Linked DNA regions of Hordeum vulgare: region 1 is linked to region 2. The links are chromatin contacts, called in public Hi-C maps. All regions are on one chromosome and are shown on one strand. Each heading gives the region's core, a stretch centred on a gene start, on an enhancer-like site or on the middle of the called end of the contact. The rest is flanking DNA. Distances are from core to core; before and after follow the strand shown.

The links. A called contact is a pair of places that touch in the nucleus more often than the background predicts.
Region 1: a Hi-C map of leaf shows a contact between it and region 2, with 4 times the contacts expected there. The contact joins the promoter of LOC123442793 here to the promoter of LOC123439418 in region 2. A contact is called at or near these places in 2 of 6 Hi-C or Micro-C datasets (leaf and seedling) and 1 of 1 datasets of contacts at active chromatin or transcription factors (embryo).

The regions. Positions count from the first base shown.
Region 1 is chr3H:32,220,914-32,226,572 of MorexV3_pseudomolecules_assembly, forward strand. It overlaps LOC123442793 (protein NSP-INTERACTING KINASE 3), which reads left to right and starts at 4,242. Exons shown (of 11, transcript XM_045118934.1): 1 at 4,242-4,682; 2 at 4,960-5,092; 3 at 5,217-5,288; 4 at 5,396-5,539; 5 at 5,627-5,659. The coding sequence starts at 4,571.
Region 2 is chr3H:32,137,338-32,142,933 of MorexV3_pseudomolecules_assembly, forward strand. It overlaps LOC123439418 (poly [ADP-ribose] polymerase tankyrase-1-like), which reads left to right and starts at 2,038. Exons shown (of 11, transcript XM_045116135.1): 1 at 2,038-2,247; 2 at 2,334-2,426; 3 at 2,534-2,839; 4 at 3,012-3,151; 5 at 3,222-3,308; 6 at 3,627-3,758; 7 at 3,901-4,053; 8 at 4,169-4,270; 9 at 4,482-4,661; 10 at 4,765-4,844; 11 at 4,958-5,216. The coding sequence starts at 2,184. The coding sequence ends at 5,021.

The sequences.
Region 1 (5,659 bases), core at 2,992-5,491, 86 kb after region 2:
AATATGTAGGATCCAATATGGGCGTCCAGGTCCCGCTATTGGATATTGACCGAGGAGTGCCTCGGGGCATGTCTTCATAGTTCTCGAACCCGCAGGGTTTGCACACTTAAGGTTCGATGATGTTTTAGTATAGTTGAGTTATATGTGTGGTTACCGAATGTTGTTCGGAGTCCCGGATGAGATCACGGACGTTACGAGGGTTTCCGGAATGCTTCGGAAATGAAGATTGATATATAGGATGGTTTCATTTGGTTACCGGAAGGTTTTCGGGCATTACCGGAATTGAACCGGGAGTGACGAATGGGTTTCGGAAGTTCAATGGGAGGGGGGCAACCCACCCGGAGGGAGCCCAATGGCTTTAGTGTGGCACACCAGCCCTTACTGGGCTGGTGGGACAGCCCAAGAAGGCCTTGGCGCCAAGAGGAGAAAAAACCAAAGAGAAAGAGAAAAAAGGGGGAGGTGGGAAGGAAGAGAAGGACTCCACTTTCCAATCCTAATTGGAGAAGGATTCCTCCTCTCCTCCTTGGCCGACGCACCCTTGAGGGCTTGGCCCTTAAGGCAAGCCTCCTCCCCCTCCCTCCTATATATAGTGGTGATTTAGGGCTGATTTGAGACAACTTTTGCCACGTGCAACTCAACCCTAGACCACATAGTTTCACCTCTAGATCGGATTTTTGCAGAGCTCGGGCGGAGCCCTGCAGGAGTAGATCGTCACCACCACCGGAGCACCGTCACGCTGCCGGAGAACTCATCTACTTCTCCTACTTGCTTGCTGGATCAAGAAGGCTGAGATCGTCATCGAGCTGTACGTGTGCTGAACGCGGAGGTGTCGTCCGTTCGGCGCTAGATCGGAACAGACCGTGGGATGGATCGCGGGACGGTTCGTGGGATGGTTTGTGGGGCGGTTCGAGGGACGTGAAGACGTTCCACTACATCAACCACGTTTCTTAACGCTTCCTGCTGTGCGATCTACAAGGGTACGTAGATCCAAATCTCCTCTCGTAGATGGACATCACCATGATAGGTCTTCGTGTGCGTAGGAATTTTTTTGTTTCCCATGCAACGTTCCCCAACAGTCTACCTTTATGGAAACTTATTGTAACGCTTCGGGCCAAAGGATAAACCTCTCCAAATCCACGGTTTTCTTAGTAAGGGGTGCCCATCGGATTTGAAGGATGAGGTGAAGCAAGTTTTGAATATTCCAAATGAATCTCTTTCGGATAGATACTTGGGAATGCCATCTCTTGTAGGTAACTACAAAAATGGCGCATTCAAATTCTTAAAGGATCGTGCTTGGAACAAGGTCAAGGGCTAGATGGAAAAGCTCTTGTCTGCAGGGGGAAAAAAATTCTTATCAAATCGGTGGCACAGGCAATTCCAGTTTACTCCATGCCCTGCATCAGACTCCCTCGCGGTCTATGTGAACATATAAACACCCTGATTAAAAAGTTTTGGTGGGGCAGCCAGGAGGGCAAACAGAAGCCTAACCGGGAGTCTTGGAGCACTATAACTCACCCGTAGTACTGCGGCGGCTTGGGGTTCAGAGATATCGAACTTTTTAACCTTGCTCTACTAGCTAGACAAGCGTGGAGGATCCTAACGGATCCAAAATCTCTTGGTGCTCGAATCCTCAAGGCCAAATATTTCCCTACGGGACAACTTCTACAAGCTGAACTTGGCACAACACCCTCCCAAATTTGGCGCGCTATAATTTTGTGTTTTAACCTAAAGTCGAAAGAAAATACAGGTTTGACCTTCGTTTGATTTTTTTTGCAAATCTGACCTCTTTACGTGACGCCAACATCCCTAGCGTCTGGGTTGCAGTGGAGACGCCAAGGACCCTGGCGTCTGGTGGTGGCCCGCTCGATCTGCGCCCCATTGACCAGATGACGTGGCAAAGGGGCCAGACGCCAGGGGCCACGGCGTCTGGCCAGACCCAAACGCCAGGAACCCTGGCATCTGGCTCGGGTAAGTTAAGTAACTCCCTGGCCTGACCCACCCACCCACCCATCTTCTTCCTTCACCCCCAGCCGCCAGAACTTATCTCTCTCTTGCCCCCTCTTCCCCTCACACCCTCCCCCCCTTGATCTACTCCATCCTCCACCAAAATCACTACATTGCATCCCCCAAAGCTTCGTTGAGGTAACCTCCCCCAATCCCTCCAATTTTTTTTGTTTCAACATCTTATTTTGATAGTATTTTTGAATATTAGGTTATGTTTGATTAGTTGATTTTGTCTTAGTATTAGGGATTGTTTTGTAGTTGTTAGATGATGTAGTCCTTATATGTTAGATGATGTATTAGGTTAGGTGATATAGTTTTGTAGGCATTTATTAGATTAGGTTAGCTTATATGATGTATTAGATGATGTATTAGGTTAGGTTACATGTTAGATGATGTATTAGATTAGGGATTATTTTGTACTCCCTCCGTCCCAAAATAACTGTCTCAAGCTTAGTATAAATTTGTACTAGAGCTAGTACAAAGTTAAGACACTTATTTTGGGACGGAGTGAGTAGTTGTTAGATGATGTAGTTCTTATAGAAGAGTTTGAAATATATGATAGGTGTATGTATATAATATATGATAGGTGTATGTATATGATAGTTCTTATAGAAGGGTGTATGTATATCATAGGTGTATGTATTTGCCTTTGTTTATTTTTTACAAAAGAAACCTACTAAATTCGATGTATGTTATTTTTTGTAGGATGGCAGATGATAATGGCCCTTGATATGATGGATTAATAGAAGAGTTTGACTGATTGCACCGTGATCGTGCAATTAAGAATCGTAAGGTATGATGAATTAATCGAAGACTTGTCAATTATTTATGTTTTTTATGTGTGTTTGTTGTACTGATAATTGGTGTTGAACCCCCTCCCCCTCTGCGAGGCAAGGCTGATGCCTCAAAAGTGAAGCATTCCTGGTTAAAAGAAGTGAGAGGAGCACCGTACCCTGCGGATGCCGATGATATTGTCGTGCAGCAATATGCTCGGGCCTATCTTTGGTATACACTAATCAATGTAGTCTTCACAGACACAACCGGTAACTCGGCACTCTGGATGTATTTAGAACTGGGAAATTCCGTTTAGCTGGGGTTCAGTAGCACTATCATACCTGTATCGTCAGGTGAGAGCTATCCGCGAACATTTTTTTTAATTTATCATGCGTTACACATTGCTAACATTTATGTTTAATTGCAGTTGAATCAGACGTGTAGGTAACTGCAAAAACACGACCTGGGTGGATGAGCGCGAGGGATAAAGATTCTTGACACTGATAATTCAGGCTTGCTAGCTACTACAGCAGTCATAGTACGTACAGTACTAGTACTACTATAGTCTGGAGGGAGCGGGACAAGCAGCGACGGGACAAGAAAACAAATAAAAGGCTCGCTCGCATGTGAGCGAGTCGGCAGCGCAGCGCGCGTCGTTGGCTCCTTGTTCTCCTCGGGCTCCCTTTCTTTATCCCCCATCATTCCGTTCTATAATCCGGTTCAGTACGTACCACAGAGTTTAACCGCGGCGCGGAGGCCCGTGCCTGCTTCGTAGACCGGTTATTCATGACAAACATGCGCCCTGCCATTACCGCTCCTCACCTGTTTAGTTATTCCATCATTGGAGTACTTAGTACTACTAGAGTTCACCAATGCGACAAGCACAACGATTCCAAGGTACTACCGCCATTATTTTTCTCCTGAGCTTTGTACGAGAGTCAGCACAGCACAGCACAGTTTGTTTGTATATATGTGTTGTGGGTGAGTGCTACTAGCTAGCTTCAGTGTTAATTTTAAAGAAAACTTCGTAAGTAGAGAGACAGGGGGGAGAGGCGGAGAGGAGGGGATCGTCACCGCCGGGGTGGGTCATCGTCTCGATCTGCCATTATTGGACGGTCTGTTTTGCCGTCTCTCGGACGCAAAGGCAAAGCCACCCCACTTTCCTAGTATATTTTTTCATCAGTACTTTGTTTTTTGTCGACAGGATCATTGTTGGGTACGTATAATTGTTGGTCTATTTCTTGGTAGTATAAACAAGGACCAACACAAAAAAATGCATGTGGTTTGTAGAAGTGGAAAGGGGCGGGAGGAGGGCCAGAAAGCCTGGGGCCGGGAGTGGGTCGCACGCCGGTGGCATGCGCGTCCGTCCGTGTCGTTTTGGCGGTTTGCAGAGCGGCAGGCAGCGGCAGCGGCAGCGGCAGCGGCATGGATCGGTCGATAGGGTGCGGTGAGGCAGGCTGCCTCTACCAGCCTCAGCCTCAGCCTCAGCCTGCCTGCCCCACTCCACTGTCCACTCCACCAGCCCAGCCCCAGCCCCAGCGCCAGCGCCAGCACCAACCTCCCTACCCCTGCTCCCCCCTTGCTGCGCGGTGGTAGCAGCAGCCAGCGGATTAGATAGGCGGGCGGGATTGATTTTGACTGATCGCCTTCCATCTCCTCCCGGGGGACTCCCTCCCGCCGCCGCGGCGCCGAGGGCGGTGCTGGTGTGGGGATTTCGGTGCGGCTTTGGCTCAGACCTCTCCGTCGTCGCCGTAATCTTGGCCGGACCGAATCTGCGGCCTGCGTGGGGGCGATGGAGGCGTGGCCGCTGTGGCGGTGGTGGGCGCTGGCCGCCGCCGGCGTGCTCTGCCTGCTCCTGCCGCCGGCCGCCGCCACGCTCTCCCCCACCGGCATCAACTACGAAGGTAACCCTCCCTCCCCTCCCCTCTCCCCAAACTTCCGTCGATCTTGCTCCCTTCCCCCCAATAAATAAGTGTCTTGTGGCGCAACAAGATTCACTCCAATTGGCAAACGATTTTCTGGTTTCCCTTCTTGGCAACCACCAATTTGGAGAAGCATTCCAATGCCGGTGCTTCCGTCGCTTCCTCGCCATAACTGCGGCAAAGTTTTCTTTTTTCCATTGGATGTTGTTTCTTGCTAAGATTTGGTGAAGCTGATTGAGCCTCTGCGTCTTGTTCGCAGTGGTGGCGCTGATGGCCATCAAGACGGACCTGCAGGACCACTACAACGTGCTCGACAACTGGGACATCAACTCCGTCGACCCCTGCAGCTGGAGGATGGTCACCTGCTCCTCCGACGGCTACGTCTCCGCGCTGTACGTCCTTCTCCCCGCCCATCCTTGCTCACGCCGGTCTCTCTCTCCGTCGAGGAGCGTCCGTCGTCGGTGTCCTCGTCTTATTTCCGGACTAATCTTCTCATGTGATGGTCTGTGCTCACAGCGGTCTGCCCAGCCAAAGGCTCTCCGGTAAACTGTCGCCCGGCATCGGGAACCTCACGAGGCTGCAATCTGTGTAAGCTCGTCGCTCAGATTTATCAGTACAGTTTCTTTGAAAAATGTATTGGACAGATGAGAGATTGCAAAGTGTTCAACTTCAACATCTCTCCTGTTCTTGGACAGGCTACTGCAGAACAACGCGATTTCTGGCACTATTCCTAGCACCATAGGCAGGCTGGGGATGCTTCAGACGCTTGACATGTCAGACAACCATCTTACCGGGAGCATCCCGACTTCGCTCGGCGATCTCAAGAACCTCAACTATCTGTAACATTTCTTTCCCCGGCTATAGATTTCTCTACCTTCTTGCTTTATTATACAGCAACTCACACCTTGTCCTCTTGTTGCTGCCAGGAAATTGAACAACAACAGTTTATCTGGAGTTTT
Region 2 (5,596 bases), core at 788-3,287:
GCGGCATGCCAAGAAACGGCCCTGGCCTGCCTGCTCTGTCTCCTACCTCCACGCCAAGACTAAACGGCGTGAGCCCTACCTGCTGGCGCTCGGTCTCCTACCTCGTCGCGTGCGGCGATCGGCTGCTAATGGTGGAAAGGCACACCCTTGTTGAGCACTTGATGGTCCATACGGAGAGTGCCACCCGAGAGCGCAGTTCGAGGCCCATACGGACCCAGCTGGAGGTATGGGAAGGGGCGGACCTGAACGACGGCCATGGGCATTGGCGCGAGGTGGATACGCTGATGGGGCATGCGCTCTTCATCAGCCGAGGCTGCTCTCGGTCGCTCCCAGCAGCCCAGTGTGGAGCTAGAGAAGATTGCGTCTACTTTGTGATGGCTGAGCGTCCCAGGTTTCTGCCCGGACGGAAAAGGGAGCCCGAGGAAGACGTTCTCCACTGTGTCGTGTACAACGTTAGACACAGGGTGATACACACATTGGAGACGAGCGAAGCGACGGCCAGTCCATGGGAACCCACCTGGTTTTTCCCCGCCGATGCTTGATTGACATATACAGTAATGCTACTGGTGTCATGTCAATGTGTACCCAATACAGTACTGTAGTATCTGATATACTCCCTCCGTAAAGAAGTATAAGAGCGTTTAGATCATTAAAATAATGAACTAAACACTCTTATATTTCTTTACAGAGGGAGTATATACATATTGGTTTGACAATGTATGCCAGTTGGCCACTTCTTCCCTCGTAAAACGAGGAGACAAAAATAGTTATACCCGTGATGAAGAACATTTATCTGGATAGGGTGAATTTGTATTGTAATTGTTACTGGTTCGAAGAATCTTGAAGCAGTTAGTAACATTTTTAGCAGTGAAGGGGCAGTGGTATGACGATGCTCTAGTGAATGAGTGTGAATCCATAAGCCAAGCTTGTATTCAGTATGTTTTTTATGCATGGAAGGCTACCTAATGAGATTCATGTTTGCTCATGAATCGATTTTGATGTTTTTTCTCTTAAGAAGGGTGATGCTTTTGATGTTACAACTCTATTCCTCAAGAAAGTATGAAATTTTATCTCACGTGCCCTGTTGCCTAACATATTCTAGTGGCAAACCTTTTATTTTTTGGACATCTGTTTTACAACATGCAAGGCTGTCGATTTCATTAAGATAAAGGAAAAAAATATAGAATGACCAGGTTTATAAGAAAATTATAGGCGGTGAGGAAATAGTTATTTCCTCTGCCCTTTGTCTCTCCATTTCATTCAGATATTTTTACTTTTCAGTATCAATTAAGTATTGTATAGCGATGAACTGTGATTTTTTAGTTGTCCAATGACTATTAGTATGTGAATTATGTCTGATTTATTTTTCTTTGTTGCTAAGGGTGTTTATCTACGCGGTTGCTAGTTCTATGTTACGTGTGTTACATGAATATGGAAAGTTCGGATAGGAGAAAAATAACTACGGAGGCAGTAAAATGAAAGATGACTCGTCATGTTTCAATGTGTTCTCAGACTTTTGAGGGGCCAGATTAGCTAGTTGCATTTATAGATGTTCTTAGATCATATACAATCAGATGTCTCATATTCTTCTCAAACGTCTGGGTGAACTGCCGGTCACTGTTAGGACGCAAAATTGCCAACCAACGGGACCTAGTAAATTCGAACCTCACACCCGAACTAACCGGTAATACCCATACCCATCATATCTAGGACGGATATAGGGACGTCCGGACATGCCCGCCGTGTAGGACTGGTCGTCAGGGTGTGCGCCAATTCAGATACCCCCCTCATTCAAGGACCAAAGGCCGGTCACTCTACGGGACAAGTTCATGGACTGGGTATGTATAGGGTCTGACAACTCCGGTTACATTAGATGCGTTTGCTCCCAGTGCAGGACACGGGATTGCTGTTTATCCACACGCCGGACACCGCACGTTTGCCACGTATAGTACGAGAGAGACACCAACGATGAAATGAGTTCGCTTTTCAGTTTGGACCTGGAAGTGAGGGTCCTTGCCTCCCACTTCCTCCCCTGCTCTTGCGTGGCGTCACACCACCGCCCGGCGCAACTTCCGAGACGGACACCGCCTATCTCCTCTCTCCCTCCGTCCGTCCAAGCATGGACTAGTCAGAACGAACACGTTACACAGCCCAACCAAAGCCGTCACATTCGAGATCCGACCATGGACATGCCCACGGCGGCGTGCTCACCCTCCTCGTCGGCGCAGCCTCCGCCGTTGCCGTCAGGTTTGTCCGTCGCCGCGCGCGTTGGATTCATTCACCATCCGTTTCTTTGCTTCTCATTTGCTATGCTTGGCGTGCGAGAGATACAGCCGTCGATGTGGCCGTTGACGCGCGGAATGACGAGGTGCGGCGGCGCCAGCTCCTCGATGCCGCCATCGACGGCAACCTCGACCTCCTTGCCAGTACGCCCCGAAATGCATGCCTTCAATAATGGACGGTGAAGCTTGTTTTCTATTGTCACAATAATGGACTAACAATCCATCTGATCGACATTGCGAGCGACGTCAAGGGATGGCGCTGGAGTTGCTGCCGCCGGCGCCTAGCACCACGGGCGCGGACGCCACCGGCGTCTGGTCGACGTGCGGCAGGGCGCTGCACCTGGCCGCCGCCAACGGCAGGACGGACGTCTGCCGCTACCTTGTCCAGGACCTCGGCATCCCCGTCGACTCCCTCTCCGACGAGCGCGAGACGCCGCTGCTCCTGGCGGCCACCTTCGGCCACACCGCCACCGCGGCATGGCTCCTGGAGCGCGGCGCCAGCCCGCGCGCCCCGGACGTCGACGGCGAGACCCCGCTCCACTGGGCCGCCTACAACGGTACGCACGCACGCGTCTCGCCGGCCGACGCCACCTCGCTCTGCTCCGTGTTCCTGTCGCTCCCGTTGAGACGCCGTGGCCGATGCCATGGCCTATGGCCATGCCATGCCGAGCGGGTACCAGACCAGAGCGCGTGCGCGACTGACATGTTGGCGCGTCGTCCGTGCTGCAGGGGATCGCGACCTGGCGATGCTGCTCCTGTACAAAGGCGCCGACGTGAGCGCGGCCAACCCCCGGGGCACGGCGCTCCACGTCGCCGCCATGCGGGGGTGCCCGGAAGTCGTCCGCGTCCTGCTGCGCCACGGCGCCGATGTATGTGCGGCCGCTCCTATGGTGCGTGCATTATGTGTTCAAGGCAGCTGACCAGCTTGCAATTTTGCAGCCGAACAAAGTCGCCAGCCGTGTCTTCACGCCCTTGGTCTCGTCGCTTCTTGGTGGCTCCGTGGAATGTATGAAGCTGCTCATTGAGGTGCTACATTACTTTATCTTCTGCTAATTGATCTCTTAAGTTCGTGTTGATTGCACAAATCATACCCTACTATTCCCTCTGTCTCAAAATAAATGTTCGTTGATCTAGTAGTATAAAATTTGTACTAACGTAGTACTAAATCTGCCACACTTATTTTGGGACGGAGGGATTAGTTGTTTGCGATGCTGCCACGGAACGGTTATTCTTTTTAGGTAGCACTTTGCAAAGCTTGGATTGATTATATCGAATTCCCAAATGAATTGCACATATCGAATTCCCCCCTTCTTAACTGAAACTTTTTCTGGAAATGTTAACTAGGCTGGGGCTAATGTTCATGCCGGGGGATTCACTGGAGCGACCCCTCTATTGTTAGCGTGCAGCCGCCGTGGCAATGTCGGATTCGTCAAGTGCTTGTTGAAGGCTGGAGCAGATCCAAACCTTCCCGACGAAGTGAGCATACTCTAAACCTCCTTTCCTGCCATATTTCATATTGTTCAAGACTTCAAGTACATATAGTTTGGAATACAGTTTTATCCTTGTGCCTGAACAAGAATGTTCCCCAGAAACTCATGGTTCCTGTACTCTGTAACAGCTTGGTAGGTTGCCGATAGAAATTGCCGCGGTCCAAGCTGAGAAAAAACTCGTTCGACTTCTTTTTCCTGTGACTCGATGCCCTCCAAACATGCTTGATTGGAGTGTTGCTGGCATCATGAGTTATGTGAAATCTGCTGCTTACAAGGAGCGGGTATGAGTCTTGTTTTCCTTTAGTCAGTTTCCATGCACCTGATATGTAGCTAATTGAGTAATTGGATTTGCTCTTATCTGGTAATTGACTGCCTTCAAACTATTTTTTTGTTTAGGTGAGAAAGGACTCTTGTAAGAGGAAAGCTGAACTAAAACTAGAAGGGAACAAGGCCTACACAGTCAAGGACTATGACACGGCTATACTTATGTACAACTTGGTAACTTCTTATTTTGGAGCGCATTTGTATGCGTATGTTCACTTGCAAATGTCATCTCTTTCACTCTTTCTTTTTTACTTCTCCTAATGGCAGCAAAGTCACTAAGAAATTGTCAATGGATATATCCCTGCACACTTTTGAAATAAAATCGCATGGTTGAGATCTACATTCCGAAATCTTGACCTTGGAAAACAATGTTTTTCACATTCAGGCACTCAAGTTCGATGACGCGAACGACATAGATGCCAGCATATATTCAAATAGGAGCCTCTGTTGGCTGCGCCTTGGTGTCGGCGACGAGGCGCTTTCGGATGCCCAGGCATGCATCAGGTTTTGGCCTGACTGGGGGAAAGGCTACTACCGTGAAGGAGAGGCCTTTCGCTTCCTCGAGGTGATCATCGCACTGCTATTTGTGCTTCTCTAGACTCTAGTCCCTACCGTGCTTCGGAAATTGAGATTAAGCTATGAACCCACCCATCGCTCAATTGTATTAGGATTACACCAGCGCTTTCGCGTCGTTTATGAAGGCGTCGGAGCTTGATCCGCAGAACCCTAAGATCGCTGGCGCACTTCGGTAAGTCCACTGCACTCGCATCCTCGTGTGATCACCACCATACAAACTGATGTTTATGTTAGAAGAATGGCGAGGGCGGCCCTGCCTAATGTGATGTGTTCAAACTTCTGCAGGGATCTCTGGGAGCGCGCAAAGGATGTCTCGGGTTCGCGCGTGTCGGGTCCTCCTGGGCTGTGATCTGATAGTCGAAGGCAAAAGTCGGGTTCCGCCTGGGCTGTGATCTGATAGTCGAAGAGTATGAGCTCTTTTGTGCAGAGAGTAGACTTTGTTTCTTCGGCCGAATAGAAGTCGAGGGCCATGCTGATGGGCCAACTGAAAATGTATGCAGCCAGTGCCTTTGTATAAAGAGAAAAGTACCGTTTTCCTCCGAAATCACTAATTAGGAAGTATTCCTTCCAAAGATCAATTTCACCTTTTTGGTTGCAACAAGTGGTGCATACAGTGTGGTGTACTGTATGCGTGTCACTTGTCGTAATCTAAGAGTTTTTTATTTTTTCGTAGATTCGTATTTTTAAAATGCTTTATCTCTTAAATCGCGCATCCAAATTTCGAACTATTTTCAGCGTTAAATTTCACGCAGGTCTTCAAAACTAGATCCTAGGTTGATGCGATAAAAAAAAAACAAAAAAAACGTGTTTTTTCCTTTATGAAGGTAAAACCGTGCCTCTCGTAAAAACAAAATCATACCTCTAGTGAAAAAAAAGTTATTTTCCTTTTTCGATAGGCATGTGTGTGCCTTTTACAAAGGCAAA